4 separate regions of the Sus scrofa genome follow, and regions 1, 3 and 4 are each linked to region 2. Evidence: chromatin contacts called from public Hi-C, HiChIP or PLAC-seq and promoter capture Hi-C data. All regions are on one chromosome and are shown on one strand. Each heading gives the region's core, a stretch centred on a gene start, on an enhancer-like site or on the middle of the called end of the contact. The rest is flanking DNA. Distances are from core to core; before and after follow the strand shown.

Evidence for each region. Promoter capture Hi-C pulls out the DNA fragments that hold promoters and counts their contacts. A called contact is a pair of places that touch in the nucleus more often than the background predicts. HiChIP or PLAC-seq counts read pairs in DNA pulled down with a chosen protein or histone mark.
Region 1: a contact with region 2 is called in a promoter capture Hi-C map of fetal liver, with 2.8 times the contacts expected there. The contact joins the promoter of RNF26 here to the promoter of DDX6 in region 2. A contact is called at or near these places in 1 of 5 promoter capture datasets (fetal liver) and 1 of 2 datasets of contacts at active chromatin or transcription factors (alveolar macrophages).
Region 3: an H3K27ac HiChIP or PLAC-seq map of alveolar macrophages shows a contact between it and region 2. The contact joins the promoter of KMT2A here to the promoter of DDX6 in region 2. A contact is called at or near these places in 1 of 47 Hi-C or Micro-C datasets (heart right ventricle) and 1 of 2 datasets of contacts at active chromatin or transcription factors (alveolar macrophages).
Region 4: a contact with region 2 is called in a Hi-C map of skeletal muscle, with 5 times the contacts expected there. The contact joins the promoter of HINFP here to the promoter of DDX6 in region 2. A contact is called at or near these places in 2 of 47 Hi-C or Micro-C datasets (liver and skeletal muscle) and 1 of 2 datasets of contacts at active chromatin or transcription factors (alveolar macrophages).

What each region holds. Positions count from the first base shown.
Region 1 is chr9:46,542,232-46,545,524 of Sscrofa11.1, reverse strand. It overlaps RNF26 (RING finger protein 26), which reads right to left and starts at 1,793. Exons shown (of 1, transcript XM_005667432.3): 1 at 1-1,793. The coding sequence starts at 1,200.
Region 2 is chr9:46,061,371-46,064,869 of Sscrofa11.1, reverse strand. DDX6 (probable ATP-dependent RNA helicase DDX6) reads left to right here and starts at 1,613. Exons shown (of 13, transcript XM_021062947.1): 1 at 1,613-1,726. It overlaps LOC106504894 (proline-rich receptor-like protein kinase PERK2), which reads right to left. Exons shown (of 2, transcript XM_013979478.1): 2 at 1,483-2,280. The coding sequence ends at 1,483.
Region 3 is chr9:45,741,805-45,745,288 of Sscrofa11.1, reverse strand. It overlaps KMT2A (histone-lysine N-methyltransferase 2A), which reads right to left and starts at 1,723. Exons shown (of 37, transcript XM_021062912.1): 1 at 1,262-1,723. The coding sequence starts at 1,693.
Region 4 is chr9:46,334,759-46,338,345 of Sscrofa11.1, reverse strand. It overlaps HINFP (histone H4 transcription factor), which reads right to left and starts at 2,216. Exons shown (of 10, transcript XM_005667424.3): 1 at 1,951-2,216.

The sequences.
Region 1 (3,293 bases), core at 544-3,043, 480 kb before region 2:
CAGGCACAGGTGCCGACACGGCAGAAGCAGCACTGTCTTGCTCTGATCCTGGCAGATAACACACTTCTTCCGCTCCTCTTGCTCCTTCAGCAACTTCCACGGGTCTTGCCCAGCTATAGGCTCCTCCACATTGAGCCTCTCCCGGCCCCGGGCAGCTGTCATTCTGGCCATCCTGACCTCCTCCCCTTCCGCCTCTGTTCTGGGCCCTGCTTCAGGGAGAGTGTCCTGTCGCCAGGTCCTGTCTGAGGGCACCCTCCTAGGGCCACCCTGGGGGGCCCCAGGTGCCCCTCCTCGGTTTGGCCAGCTCGCCAGCTGCAAGCTACGGCTCCAGACTCGGCGCCACGCCTCCAAGCCCAGTGCTAGACGAGAAAGCCGCACAACATCCTCTCTGAGCCGGTGGTAGGATGGCCGGGCATGAAGCTGGCTGAAGGCCCGACTGGCCAGCCTCAAGGTGAGGTCCGGGTGCAACACAGTCACCGTCACTGCCAGCACACAAGCCAGCAGTGCCAGGCCGGTGAGATTGACAAGCACAAAGCTGGCCAGGAAGCGGGCAGCTGAGGCCAGGAGCTCCAGTACTAGTTGGCAGGGGGTCCAGAGGAGGATGGACATGGCCACAGCACTGCTGGAAATGTGGGCTAGGAAGGCAGCCACCACATCTGTCATCCTCCACAGAGGCCCCATCACTGCATCCCACAGGGCCAGCACCAGGGAGAAGAGGTTCTGAGTGCCAATGAGGCAGATGTTGACCAGGCTGTTGATCACGTAGGCCACCAGGCTCATGGTAATGGCACATATGTCACAGGCCTGGCGCAGCAAAGCATGGCCACTGGAGACCATATTGAGGACGCCCCGGTGCAGGATCTCGCGGCTCCTAAGTGCCCCATGAGAGGCCAGATGCCCCAGGAGCTTTAAGCTCTCCAGGCCAGAATAGCAACTGTAGAGTACTGTACACAAGGCCTGCAAGCCCCCAAAGGTGAAGCGGACCACGGTTTCGATCAAGGCCAGCAGTGAAAGCAAGACTCCGCGGCCCAAGTGTAGAAGACTAGTCAGTACCGTGTGTGGCAGGTTGTAGATGAAGGCCAGGAGCCAGGCCAGGGAAGCCAGGAGGGAGGACACCAGCAGGAAGTTGAGGTCCAACACCAAGGTCAGCACATCCAGCAACAGGCCCACCCCATTCACTACTAGATACACAGCCTCCATGATAGGGGCTATGGGGATTAGTACAAAATGAAATCTGGCTCCCGGTTAGAAGGGTGTCACGGTGGTCAATGTTTAAGGGGCGGGGGAAAGGGGGTCAGGGATTAATTTGTAAGGGAGGTGAGAAGTCTCCAATCCAGGGAGAATCTGAGGAAGAAGCCAGTTAGAAGGAAGTGGAGTCTCAGGGGAGGGAAAGGGGGCCAGGTACCGGTCCAGGAGTCCCGGTTTTGAAGGAAGGCTGTTTGGGAGGGAAGAGGCCAAACATCTCTAAAGTGAAGGTGATCCCGGGCTGGAGGAGAAACCTCAGCTTTGGAGGCCTGGTGGTGGCGTACCACGGCCGGGCAATGGGTCAGACCGAGAGGAGATCGGGAACCGAAGGGATGGGGTCAGGCCGGGGCCGGGTGGGGGCGGCGCAGGCTGGGCGCGGACTCGCGGTCCAGCTACGCAGGTGCCCCTGTCCCCGCCCGGCCCCCGTCCTCTGGGCTCGCGGCGCTTTGCGCTCGAAGGGGCAGTGGGGAAGGGAGCCTCAGCAAACCCTAGGCGCGGCCTCTACTCCTCTGGGTGCCGCCATCTTGTGTGCGAAAGGGTGGGGCAAGAGGCGTGACAAGGAGGGAGGGACAATGAACTCTGGCCAATCGGCGAGGTCCAACCGCAGGAAACGTCGAGCACTCATTGGTCCGTTTGAACGGCGCCCACACATATTTAGTAATTTACCAAGGAGGGGCGGAAACATTGAATTCCCCGCCCCCTTGTGGCGGTGATTGGTCAGAGGAGGACTCTGCCCCCTAGCTCCGCCCCCTAAAGAAGCAGGGCCTTGGACCTGGGTGATGTGCGCGCTCATCTGTCTCTAGGCCTGTGGGTTTGATACCTTTAGGCGTGGGTTGCTAGTCTGTGCCTCTGAGCTGGGCTCTGGGATTGCACAGCCTCTGCAACCTCAGATTCGGTCCCTCGTCCTCCTCCATTCATTCATTTATTCTGTCATTTACTGAGCTCCTACAGTTGCCCTAGGGATACGAAAAATATTTTAGACGTGCTTGCTCACAAGCAGTTTCTAAGAGGAAACAGATTGTGACAGGGAATTCCCAAGCTGCTATTCCAAACTGTTTCCTCAAGTCCTGTCACGGGTTTTTTTCAGCATCCTCAGGAGATTACTTTATTGTCAGTGAGAAAAGGCAGTCAGAGACCGGAAATAACTCACGCTTCCCAGCCCAGGCCCTATTTGTTTACTTGAGCACTTTAGTTAGACATCTATGCTTGAATGTTCTTAGTAGGCTCCTCGAAAATTTCTCCTTTCCTTTAATATTCAAATAATATTCGAAATATATAAGATCCTGTTCCAACTATATCGAGAAGCCTAAGGATTCCTGGGGGATCTTTATCCCTCCCCTGGCCTCCATTGCTTTAATTTCCTACTTAAGTTTGTCAACTGGGAAAAACAAAAAAGAAAATGCACAGCACGAGAGTTGTGAGTTGTTTTATTTGGGGCAAAATGAGAGCTATAGCAAGGGAGACAGCCTCTCAGATAGCTCTGAGGAACTGCTCCGAAGAGGTAAAGGGGTTGGTAAGTATATATGCGATTCTGGTGAAAAGGGATGCGTGCAATCCAGCACACATTTTGGCAGGAAATTGCTTCTGGTCACAAGAAGGTTGCTGCTAATCACGAATATCCATGAATGATTTTAGTGCTTTTCTAGATATAAGAAGATACAAGAAATGGGGCTCATGAAATCATCTGAAAATATCTAACTACCTGAAGGCCTCTTCTGCCGGTTTTTCCCAGAGCACAGACAGCCTCACTCCTGACCTCTGTCCTGAGCTCATTTCAGGGTGTGTTGAAGGTCAGCAATTACAGTGGCTAGGGACAGTTTTTAGTTGGCACACGGAACTCTTCCTTTCCACTCTGGTCGGGACCCCTGAAAGTGTCTGTACCCTTCACGCCACCCAGAACGCTGCCTGAATCCTTCATTTCCCAAAGCACCACTGATACGCTGCTGAGATATGCAGCATACATTTGATAGGGATGGAGTAGGCACAGGTAGTTGTAGAAGTCCCAGTAAGGGACCATAGGTAAAGAGGGAAACCTAGGGGACGCTGGG
Region 2 (3,499 bases), core at 364-2,863:
TTTAGATGAACAAATTAAAGGGAATTAAAAAATCTCAAGAACAGCTTTTTCACACTTCTCTACCACCTTTCCTTAGGCTGTGTGGAAATAAAATAAACGAAGACCACCAATGAGAACAGGCTATTCATTCAAAGCTTGCTGTAACAAGGGAGCCAGCCGCCTTCTCTTAGTTTGGTAGACTTAGAGGCCGGCAGTTTAAAAAAAAAAAAAAAAAAAAAAAAAAAAATTAAATTAAAAAAAAAGGGCAGGGGGCGGCGGTAAAGCTTCAGGGTATGCTCTGATTGGAGGTTGTTAACACGGGGTAGCTGGAGGCGGGCTAACTAGAAACTGGGCATCTTAAGTGATTGGTTTGAGGGAATATATTTGGCTTTCTCTGATTGGTCCCGAGTTGGGAGCAGGGGCAAAAATTCGGGAAGCTGGCAGTCAACGACGAAGTTTTTTGCCCCTTCCGTCACTGCAGAGGCTGTGGTTTCGCCTCTCGTGCTACTGGAAGCAGAAGTTGAGGGTCGTCAACACATGGTTTGGTCATTGCCCTGTATATTGTCTCTCAGCTGGGTGAGACCCAGGTTTATATTTTCCCTGGACCTAACTTAAACGTTCTAGCTTCCAGTTCTTGTTTTACCTGGAACAAGAGTCCATTCCTGTTATTTTTGTTAAGGATAAACGGAGACATTCAGATGTGAAAAATATTTATGGGTATAAATACATAATTATCTTTCTGATGAGGGTCAATCTGGAAAGGGAGTCGCCTTCGGTCTTCTGGTTCCCCATTTATGTGCAGAGCTCTTATTCCTATAATAACTGACTCAGTGTTTCTTTCCTTTGGGAGAGGCTAGGCCTCCCTGGTTCCCTCTCTGAGAATTGCTCTTTGGAGCAGAGCGAGGAGGATCGCTGCCCCAGTGTCCCATTCTCTTTCCTGAGGCTCGCTCTCCGGGTTCCGGCCGTGGTCGCACCTTGGCTACTCAGCATCCCAACACCCCCGCGCCAGATCCGCCTCTACAGTCTCCCCCACCCCCCGCTTGCCCTGACACAGCGCCCCCTGTCCCCAGCCCCGCGCGCTCCCCGGGGTTCTCCCCGCTGCACCGGTCCCGGCTGGCCCCCCTTCCGGTGCCCAAACCCCGGCGCGCGCTGGCGCCTCCAGACTACTGGTTCCGCGTGTTCCTGGATGGAGGCCGGAGGGGCTCGGACGCGACCCCTCGGTCCTGCAGCAGCCTCCTTCGCCCGCGGGAGATGTCAGGTCAGCTCTCCCGTCCCCGAGCCGCTACCCGGTCTTTGGTCAGGAAAAAGCAGATCCTCCTCAGGTCCCACGCTCCCGATTTCCACTCTAGGGGGACCCTTCCCAGCGACCATTCCCCTATCATTTCTCCTCAGCTGTAGAAAGAGCAGCCCTCCTTTCCCTTCAGAAAGGGAGCCGTATTTCCCTTCCGACTTCCCCTCCACCGGGGCCCCGTGAGTCCCGGATCCGTAGGAAAGCACAGGCCTTCATTTTCTCCTCGGGTAGGTTCCCTGGCCAGGATTTGTCCTGTCGCGAAGCAGGACAGACTGAGACGCCGCGGCCGACACAGCTGCGGCGGCGGCCGGAGTCTCGCCATCTTGCGCGGAGGAGGAGCCGCAGCGGCCGCCATGCGGAGAACGCAGGGAGGAGGGGGGCAGGGAGCGGGGGAGCCGAGTTAGCTCAGTCCGGGCGGCGGCTTCGACGGCGCCTTGAGCGCGGGCAGCGGCGGAGGTAGGGCTGGACGGCCCCGGGAGCGGGCAGGCGCTGGCTGGTCGGCAGTGCAGCCCTGGCAGCTGAGCGGGGGCGGGGCGGGAGGAGGCCGAAGCGAGGGGCCGGGTGGGGGCGGGCGGAGGTTTCCGAGGAGGAAGGAGCGGCCGCCATTTTGGGAGCTTCGAGTCAACAATAAAGGACCGGGGGTGCCGAGCGGGAGTGGCCTCGGTGGTAGGACTCGGGCTCGAGCCGCGGGAAGTGGGGTGAGGCGGGGGGGTGGAGGTCGGCGTTGACGCCGAGGCTGCGGGTAGCCCCCCGGCAGCTCTGAAAGGGGGTCTGAGGTGGAGGCCTGAGGCCTGGCCGGGCCCTGGGGAGGAAGGCGGGTGGCGGGCGGCAGCTGTGTGGGGTGGGGGCGCCCGGGAGGAGTAGGATGGAGCAATGTGGTGCGCGACAGGGTCTGGAGAAGGAGCGGGCGAAGTTCGCAGAGGAGTTTTGTAGAAGATGAGGGAAGGTGGGACCGTAGGAGGCAGCAAGGACTTAGGGAGATGGTGGAGGTTACTGGGTAAAAGGCGGCCCTATAGGGGGCGGCAGGGATATGCGGTGTCGGGAGAGCTTGGTTTGGAAGAGGACCGGCTGTTTGATCTGAGTAAGGCCGTGTAGGTCAATAACAAGGCGGTGATCTTGGAGCCCCGGATTCTTGGAGAAAAGAACAGGCCTTCTGACTTAAGGGTTTCTCTTTGGGGCCTTTTTGGGGGAGTCCCTATTGTTCCCTACCCGCGGAGCTGGTTCCCTGCTCTTGTTGCGCAGATACGATTGCAGGGCTCCAGCCCTTTTGTGTTTATGGGTCCAGAGAGCTGACTTGAAGTGTGTGGGTTTTTTTGGGTGGGGGTGAGAAGATAGAAGCAAGAAATGATTTCCCTACAATTAGGGAGCTCGAATCATTGGCTTGTTTCTTTCCCTTATCGCCCAGTCCCCTTTCTCTTCGACAGTCCCCTCATCCCTTCAAAATAGAACAGTCACTCTAACTTGCACACCAAGCTTAGAGAAACTGCGCTGCATTTGCAAACAAAAGGTCTTTTTGGAGATGACGGTACAGTTTGGCGTGTGAAACTGTCAGTTGCTAACTACGATCTGGAAAGTGCTGTAATTAACTCCGCTAGGGGCTCCTCCCAACTAGTCTGTGTGTCGTTCGTATTTTTGAAAATGTAGAAATATAACTTGCAAATCTAAATTGAGAAAGGGTAGGAGGAATATTTCCTTTCCTGAGACATAAAGCTGCAGTGCAGGCTTTAGCTTAATTAAGAGGGGAGCAGTTATCACATAGTCACATTTTGGATATAGGAAGATAGAAGGTCTTGTGTGTATAATGGACAGTGATGATATCATTTAATCTTTAGAGGTTGCCTTCTTCATCCTCTTAGTGCTTTGCAAACCAGTCTTCTGGTGTGAAGTAGCTGGTATTGCTGATCATAATATAAACCTGTCAATACTGGAAACCACTTACTACCTTGAACTGAAATTAGGTGGCTGTTAACCACCCTCTGCTTAAGAGGACTTTCAGCTTCTTGGGAGACGTGGAAATAGACAGCTTTGTGTATGTGATGATCAAGATTTGCTTTTGAGCAGCTTGATTTTTATTTAAAAAAAAAACCTCAAAGAGTATTTTAAAAGATTTTATAGTTTGAGAAATCTCGGTATATGGCAAGAAAACATTAACTAGTAAGCTAGTGTATTTTTGGTAAAACATTTAAAGCAGTTGACAAACCAAACAGGCCTTTATTTTCTGGCTTTTTC
Region 3 (3,484 bases), core at 474-2,973, 320 kb after region 2:
CTGCTCCTTCTAAGGAATAACTTTGCTTCATAACCTCCTTTCTCCCAACCAGAAGCAGCCGCCACCACCACACTAAAGTAAAACTGTCCCTTATCTACTCTCCTCACCCCAACCTTGCTTCCCCCAGCCCTTTCAAGCCCCAGGATTGGCCTAGGAAAAGGTGGATCAATAACGAAATGACCGAGAAAAGAAGGGTGGGAGGGAGCTAGGACTGGAGACTGCGTGCTCTCAGGCGCAGTGGGTGGGGTAGGAGAGCAGCTGCTTCCCCTGGGAGGATGCTGCCCCGGTCCCCCCACAAACACCTCCCCTCACGGGGCCCCTTCCCCAGAGCTGGAGGGAAAGCCTGCCTCCTCTCCAGGGGAAATGGTAGAAAGCTGCTCTTCTCTGCGCCTAGGGGACAGTGGACTATTTTTCCCTCAAAGATGCCACTAATCCTTCATTCTAAAGGAGGGAAAGGATGGCGTGAAGGTAGAGTAATCCCCTGCTACCAAAAGGCTAGAAACTGCAGCTCTAAGATGGGGGAACACTGCTGTATGAGGAGCTCACCGTTACCTTCAAAGGAAAAGGAGGTGAAGGGAGGCAAGGTGGAGAGGAAAGTAGATTTTCCCCGGTGGGGTAAGGCGGGATGACGGGAGGATCTATCTGCAGGGGGTAGGGGTTGAGGGTGGAAGTGAAGGAAGGGGGAGTGGCTGGTAGTGTAGGGACCTGGCCTGGGGACTGGGCGAGGGTTCATCAGGTTTTCGGAAGCAAGGTGCTGGAAGGGACATCGGTCCCCAAGGGTAGGAGAAGAATGTGGCTCTGGATGAGGCCATCACCAGAGAGATGCCCAAGAGGAAAACTGCCCAGGAGTAAAACATCTGCCTAGAGAGGGAGGCGGGGATGTGGCGGGATCAAGTCTCTAGGAAGGAGGGAGGGAGGGAGGAATCTTGCTCGGATGAGGTAATCTGTGAAAGGGAGGAGGGGTTCAGTCCCGGGATGGGAAACCCGGGAGAGGGGTCTGTGCCAAGGGATTTGGGGAAGGGTCAGAGGAACGAGGGTGGGAGGCAAACGCGCTCGGCCTGATGGGTCGGAATCCCGGGGTGGGGGCGCCTAGGGGCCCGCACCCCTATATGGGGGCCCCGAAATGGGAGGGCCATCTGCCCCGGGTCAGGGACCCCAGGATGGTCCCCGAATTGGGATGCTCCACAATCCCGGATGGGGGAGGGGAGGGGGCTCAGCAGAGGGTCGAGACCCCGGACCTGGGGGTTCCTCGCCCCCTTACCTCTCCGCTGCCGCCTCCCCCGCCGCTCTCCCCAAACACGGCCCGGAACCGGCGCAGGTTGGTGCCGATGGCGGCCGAGACCTGCAGCGCCGCGTCGAAGCCCGGGCCCACCCGGAGCAGGGCCGGCCCAGAGGAGGCTGAGGACGATGACGAAGACGAAGACGAGGCGGACGACGAGGAGGCTGCTGAGGCGGCGGCCGCTCCCCCTGGAACCCCAGCCCCGCCGCTTCCCGCCGCCGCCGCCGCGGCCGCCACAGCCGGGGGGGAGGGGGGCGCCCCGGGGCCGCCGCCGCCGCCCGGGGGCCCGGGGGGAAGCAGCAGGGCCGGGACGCGTTGCCGCGGGGCGCCCCCTAGGCCCCGGCGCCCCCCGCCGCCGCCGCCCCAGGTGGTCCCGGGTCGGGCGGGGAAGCGCCACCGACAGCTGTGCGCCATGTTCGCCCCGTGAAGTGAAGCAGCGAGAGGGAGAGGCGACAACACAGGGGGGCGGGGAGGCGGAGGGGGGGGCGCGGGCCCCGGAACCTGCCCGGCCCGCTCGGCGCCGCCCGGCCGCCTGCACCCCGCGGCCGCTATGCCGAGCGCCGGGCCGCGCCAGCCGGCCCAGCAAGCTGTATAGCGGGCTCAGGCCCGCGCTGCCAACGCCGAGCCGCGGCTACGCCATCCCGAGGCCCGGGCCGCCGCCTGCCGCCCGCCCTCCCGCCCCGCAACCTGGATAACTGCATGCCCCGCCCTCCGGGAGCGGCATTGCTCTGGAAAAGGAGGGGGGAAGGAAGCCCAGGAGCCCGACGCGGAGCGCGGGTTCCGGGGAGAGGGGGAGGGGCGAGGGCTACGGGGAGGATGGAGGCGGAGGGATCCCGGCCGCCCGCAGCCTCAAGAGCCGAGAAGCTGATTACACACGTTCCCGGGATGCGCTGGGAATCGAACCGCCCGGGAGAGTAGCCTCCAGTCTAACGCGGCGGCCGGGTCGGGGACGAGTGCGCCTTCTCCGCCTCGAGGCATGGATACGAGATGGTTAGCCTGGATTTAACGCTTCTAGAATAAAAGAGCCCTTATTGTGCTTACAGGCAAGACAGAATTATTGTCCAGTTTACTCTATGCAAAACAGAAAGGCCCTCAGTGAATGCGCTTTAAAAAATAAAAAGCCCCTCCCATTTCCATGCTGGAGCTCTCTCCAAAACGCAAACCCGGAGAGATTCAGCTCCCGCCACCTCCTTGCCCTATTATGCGCTCGGGGCTGAGGAACCTCTGGCTTTCGTGCCCTTTTGCAAAGAGTTGCGTTGTGTTTCGCCAGCCCGGGCATGGGGGCCACGGCGTGCTCCGCTAACGAGGCGGCGTTACAACGAGGCTGAAGCTGGGTGGCTAGCGGGGCCTGGAGGGAAGAGGCGGGCAAAAGCGCCCCCGCCCCTTCTTCCTCCCTTCCCTGCCTGCCGCTGCATGCAAAGCAGACCCTAATGTATGCACGCAGAGGGAGGGGGGTTCGCGAGCACGTTTCTGATTAAGAGAGGGGGAGGAGAAGAGCGTTGAGCATTATGATACACTGGGTGGAAGGGGCCCGCCAGCGGCGAGCTGTGTGCGCGGGGTTAGTAGGCGGAGGGGGGAGGGGGAAGGAGGAGGGTTAGGGCCGGAGATGAATATCCACGGGTTTACTTTATTGCGGGAAAGAGGGGAGGGCGCCTCAAGCTAGGCGTTAGAAGCCTGCAAGGCTGGGAAAGCACAGAAGGAAGGGAGGGGTTTGTACCGGGAGAACTTGCGTTGGCTGAGACTGGGGGATCGATACACAGCCTGCAGGCCCCCGGGCAGCCTCCATCCGGCCCTCCCCCCGCCCCCCCCCAAGCCGAGGTGGAGTTCGCTGGAAGGTCACGCAGCCTTTCTGGACTCCCGCACCGGTACAGCGCCGGGCATGCAATATTACAGCCTGGGGCGGCGAATTTGAGGACAGGGAGGGTCGTAGTGAGCAGGTTGCAGTCAGTTCTGGCCCTCTGGAGGGTGCACTACACGCCTTCAGAGAAGGTCCACGGCCTCCTGGTGCTGAAAACCTAAGTCCCTCCACCCGCGAAACGTTTGTGCAGAGCGTAAGATGGGGTGGGGGCTAGAGATGAACAGAGAAAGGGAGAAGACACAGGCAAGCCCCAACTCCCCCAACTCGTCCCAGATCGATCGTGGTTCCAACCGCGCAGGATGGAGCCCAGATGGTTTGCAAAGCGCACACTCAGCGCACACACTGAA
Region 4 (3,587 bases), core at 967-3,466, 270 kb before region 2:
AGGAGTACACTGGAAAGGGCACTGGACCAGCCTTCTGAGGCAACCTGTACAATGGAAAGGGCACTGGACCAGCTGTCAAAAGACCTGAGTTCAAGTTTCCTGTCCTGATGAGTTTGCTCAGCCTAGAATAACATAACAGCTTTTTTTTGTGGTGGTGGTTGTTGTTGTTTTTGTCTTTGTAGGGCCACACCCACGGCACATGGAAGTCCCCAGGCTAGGGGTCAAATAGGAGCTGCACCTGCTGGCCTATGCCACAGCCAGAGCAATGAGGGATCTGAGCTGTGTCTGCAACCTACATCACAGCTCACAGCAACACTGGATCCTTAATCCACTGAGCAAGGCCAGGGATCAAATCCAAGTCCTCGCAGATATTAGTTGGGTTCATTAACTGCCGAGCCACCACAGGAACTCCTCTTTTTTCTTTTTTCTTTTTTTTTTGGCTGCACCCATGGCATGTGGAAGTTCCTGGGCCAGCGGTCAAACCTGAGCCACAGCACTAACCCAAGTCACGACAGTGACAACGCCAGATCCTTAACCCACTAGACGACCAGGGAACTCCTATAACAGCTATTTAGTATCTACTATATGCCAAGCACTATCCTAAGTGTTTTACACATAGAAGAACCCACTAATACAACAAATCTATTGAAGTCGGTACCATTATTGTCCCACTTCAGAGATGAGGAGACAGCCCAGATAGGTTAAGTAATTTACCTAAGATCACAAAGCTAAGAAGTGATGGAGACAGAATTCAAAGTCAGGGAGTTTGCTCCATTCTCTTCCCACACCTGCCTGTCTTACCTCTTCTCGTCTGATTCCCTATTCCTCAGAGACAGCATACCCATATACATAATACCCAAAGCATGTTTTATTGAGTAGCTATTTTGTCAGTGTCCTCCAATAAGCTGTGAGCTCTAGAAGGTGTGGTCTGTGCTCTGTTCGGTTCTAACTGCAGGGCCAACACATACCCTACTAGGAGTTCTTTTAATGTTAAAAGTAAATTTATAACTTATTGCTTTACTTTTGGACAAATCACCTAGCTTTTCTTAAATGTAGAATAAGGTACTAATATCACAGTAATGGGTGAGGGATTCAACAGATCTGATTAGAAAACTCCAACATTTATTAGCTCTGTGACCTTAGGCAAGTTACTTAAAGCAAGGTTTCCCACATGGCATAGGAATAATCATGTCTCAATGAATTGATGTGTGGATTAAACCAGATAATGAATATTAAAATAATAGCCTAACACACTGCTAGAACTCAACAAGTGTTGGCTCTTCATATTCTTGCTTCTGAGGGTGAGATGATTTAAGTATGAATTCTACAAAAAGGTCGACAAAAGGCAAGTGGAAGGATTCCTAACCTTTCCTTTCATCAGGAGTTATAGTTATAAGCAATCAGCCCATACTTAAAGAATATAAACGGTAAGGCAAGCACCGAATGAACGCTGAATGGTATTCAAGAAAGGAGTGACCCGGTTCAGAACCTTCTAAGGATTCACAAATTGGCCGAAGAGATAAGGCTCTGACGTGTTTAGACAACGACCAAAACAAAGCGCGCGAGGATCGAGAGCTAGACAGGAAGATGCCCCAGTGGCCAGGGAACGCTTGCCCTTAGCGATGGGGACAGGGCCCCTGGAGCAGTGGTAGAATTCGGAGAAAAGGAAGGAGACCACCCCAGCGGGTAAACCTCTCCCTGCCTGCTCCACAAGCTTCCCCCTAAGGCGTGGAGGCGACCGTGTTTCAGCAACAGCGAAGCCTCAGATGGCAAAGCATGGAGGTTCAAACCGGGGTTGGGGACCAGGGACGCTGCATGCGCCAAGCAGACTAGCGTGGCCAAGTTGCAAGAGGGAGACTCGCCGAAGCGCCCGGAGAGGAGCCTGGCCTTGGCAGCCGGCCAGAGCGCTGCCCAACGCTGTCCCCGCCAAACCCGGAGTCCCCAACTTACCGCCTGTCGGCTCCCGGGTCCCCAGCTCTCCTCCCACCTCGCACGATCTCCCGGTCTCCGGGAGGGCGCTAGAGCGACGGCCAAAGGCAGCCAATCACCATTCTCGGATCCCTCTAACAGCCAATTGCCTCTGCGACTGACGGAACCCGTGCGCGACCAAAACACGGAAGGGGCGGGAGTGAGGGGCGGCGGGCCGCGAGGAAAGGTAACGCTGCGGGCTTCGCCCGGCTCCAGGCGGGGCGCTGATGGGGATCCCAAAGGCCCGAATTCCCCCAACTGCGCAGGCTCGGCACACGGCACCCACTGGGCATGCGCAGGGTTCGGGTTGGGCGCCGCGTGGGGTCTCCCAGCTCAGTTGCTTAAAGCGCTAGCTAGCCGCGTGGGCGGTGAGACCAAGGACAAGGGGGAGGCAGAGTAGGAGGTGTGCAAAGCTCGATCCTCAGAACAGCCAGCACCGCTGAGCCCAAACTGGGGGTTCTTCGCCTTCTTGATCTTACTGTTTCTTAAATAGCAGTATTCCTTCCGCCATCCCCTTTTCCCCCCAAACCTCTGCGTGTCACGCGCGGCTCGGTGGAAACGGCGCCTTCAAGTCAGAAAACCGGCAGTCAGCCAGATTTCTCCTTCACACGTCACATCCAATCCATTGCCAGATCCTGTGAATTCTACCCCATAAAAACACAGGATCTCGAAATCACCCCTGGTTCTTAATCTTTGCCGCCCCCTCTCTAGTCCATTAACGTCCTTCAACCCAGGTGTCTATGCTAACCTAACTGGTTCCACTGCGAGCACTCTTGCTTCCCCCCAAATTATTCTCAAGGTGATCTTTACAAAGAGCAAATCTGATCAAACCACTGCCCTGTTTTAATCGCTCAAGGGCATTTTGCTGTCTGGAAAACCCATACTAAGGTTTTCTAGATCCTGTGGGACGCAAGGCTTCTCCAAGGAAATAAAACTCAAGCCTCCAGCAAATAGAATTGCCAGACCCTTATCAGCCCACCTGTGTCGCTGTAACTGTTACAATGTTCCTAAGGACCTCCCCACCCAGCAACTTGGCCTACTCCTGCCTGCCCCCTGCAAGGAAAGGTATGTGGCTCACTCCTCACCTCCTCTCCTGGGTTAACCTGGCCTACTCCTTCCTGCCCCCCACTAGAAAAGGTATGTAGCTCGCTCCTTAGGACGCCCCTATAGGCAACATATGCCTCCAGCCAACCAGCAAGTGTATCCAAAGACCTTATCCTTTCCCAACCAACCAGGAAATGTATCAGAAGACCCCTTTCTTCCCCTACCAATCAGCAGGCCAACAGGTGTATGGCAAGAGCACTCCTTGTACTCTTTTGTCTTTGGGCTATAAAACCATGTGCCCAGAGTCAGCTCTTCCTGGTTATCAGGATGTTGGCCCACTGTGTTAGCAGTGTCCCTTGCCTTAATAAACTTGTCTTTTCTACATCTCGGTTTTGTTTTTCGTTTATTTGTTTTTCTTTTCTAGAAACCACTTATGGAGGTTCCCAGGCTAGGGGTCTAATTGGAGCTATAGCCAATGGCCTATCTGCCACATCTTCGGCCTATACCACAGCTCATGGCAATAGCTCTCCTTAACCCACTGAGCAAGGCCAGGGATCGAACCCACAACCTCATGG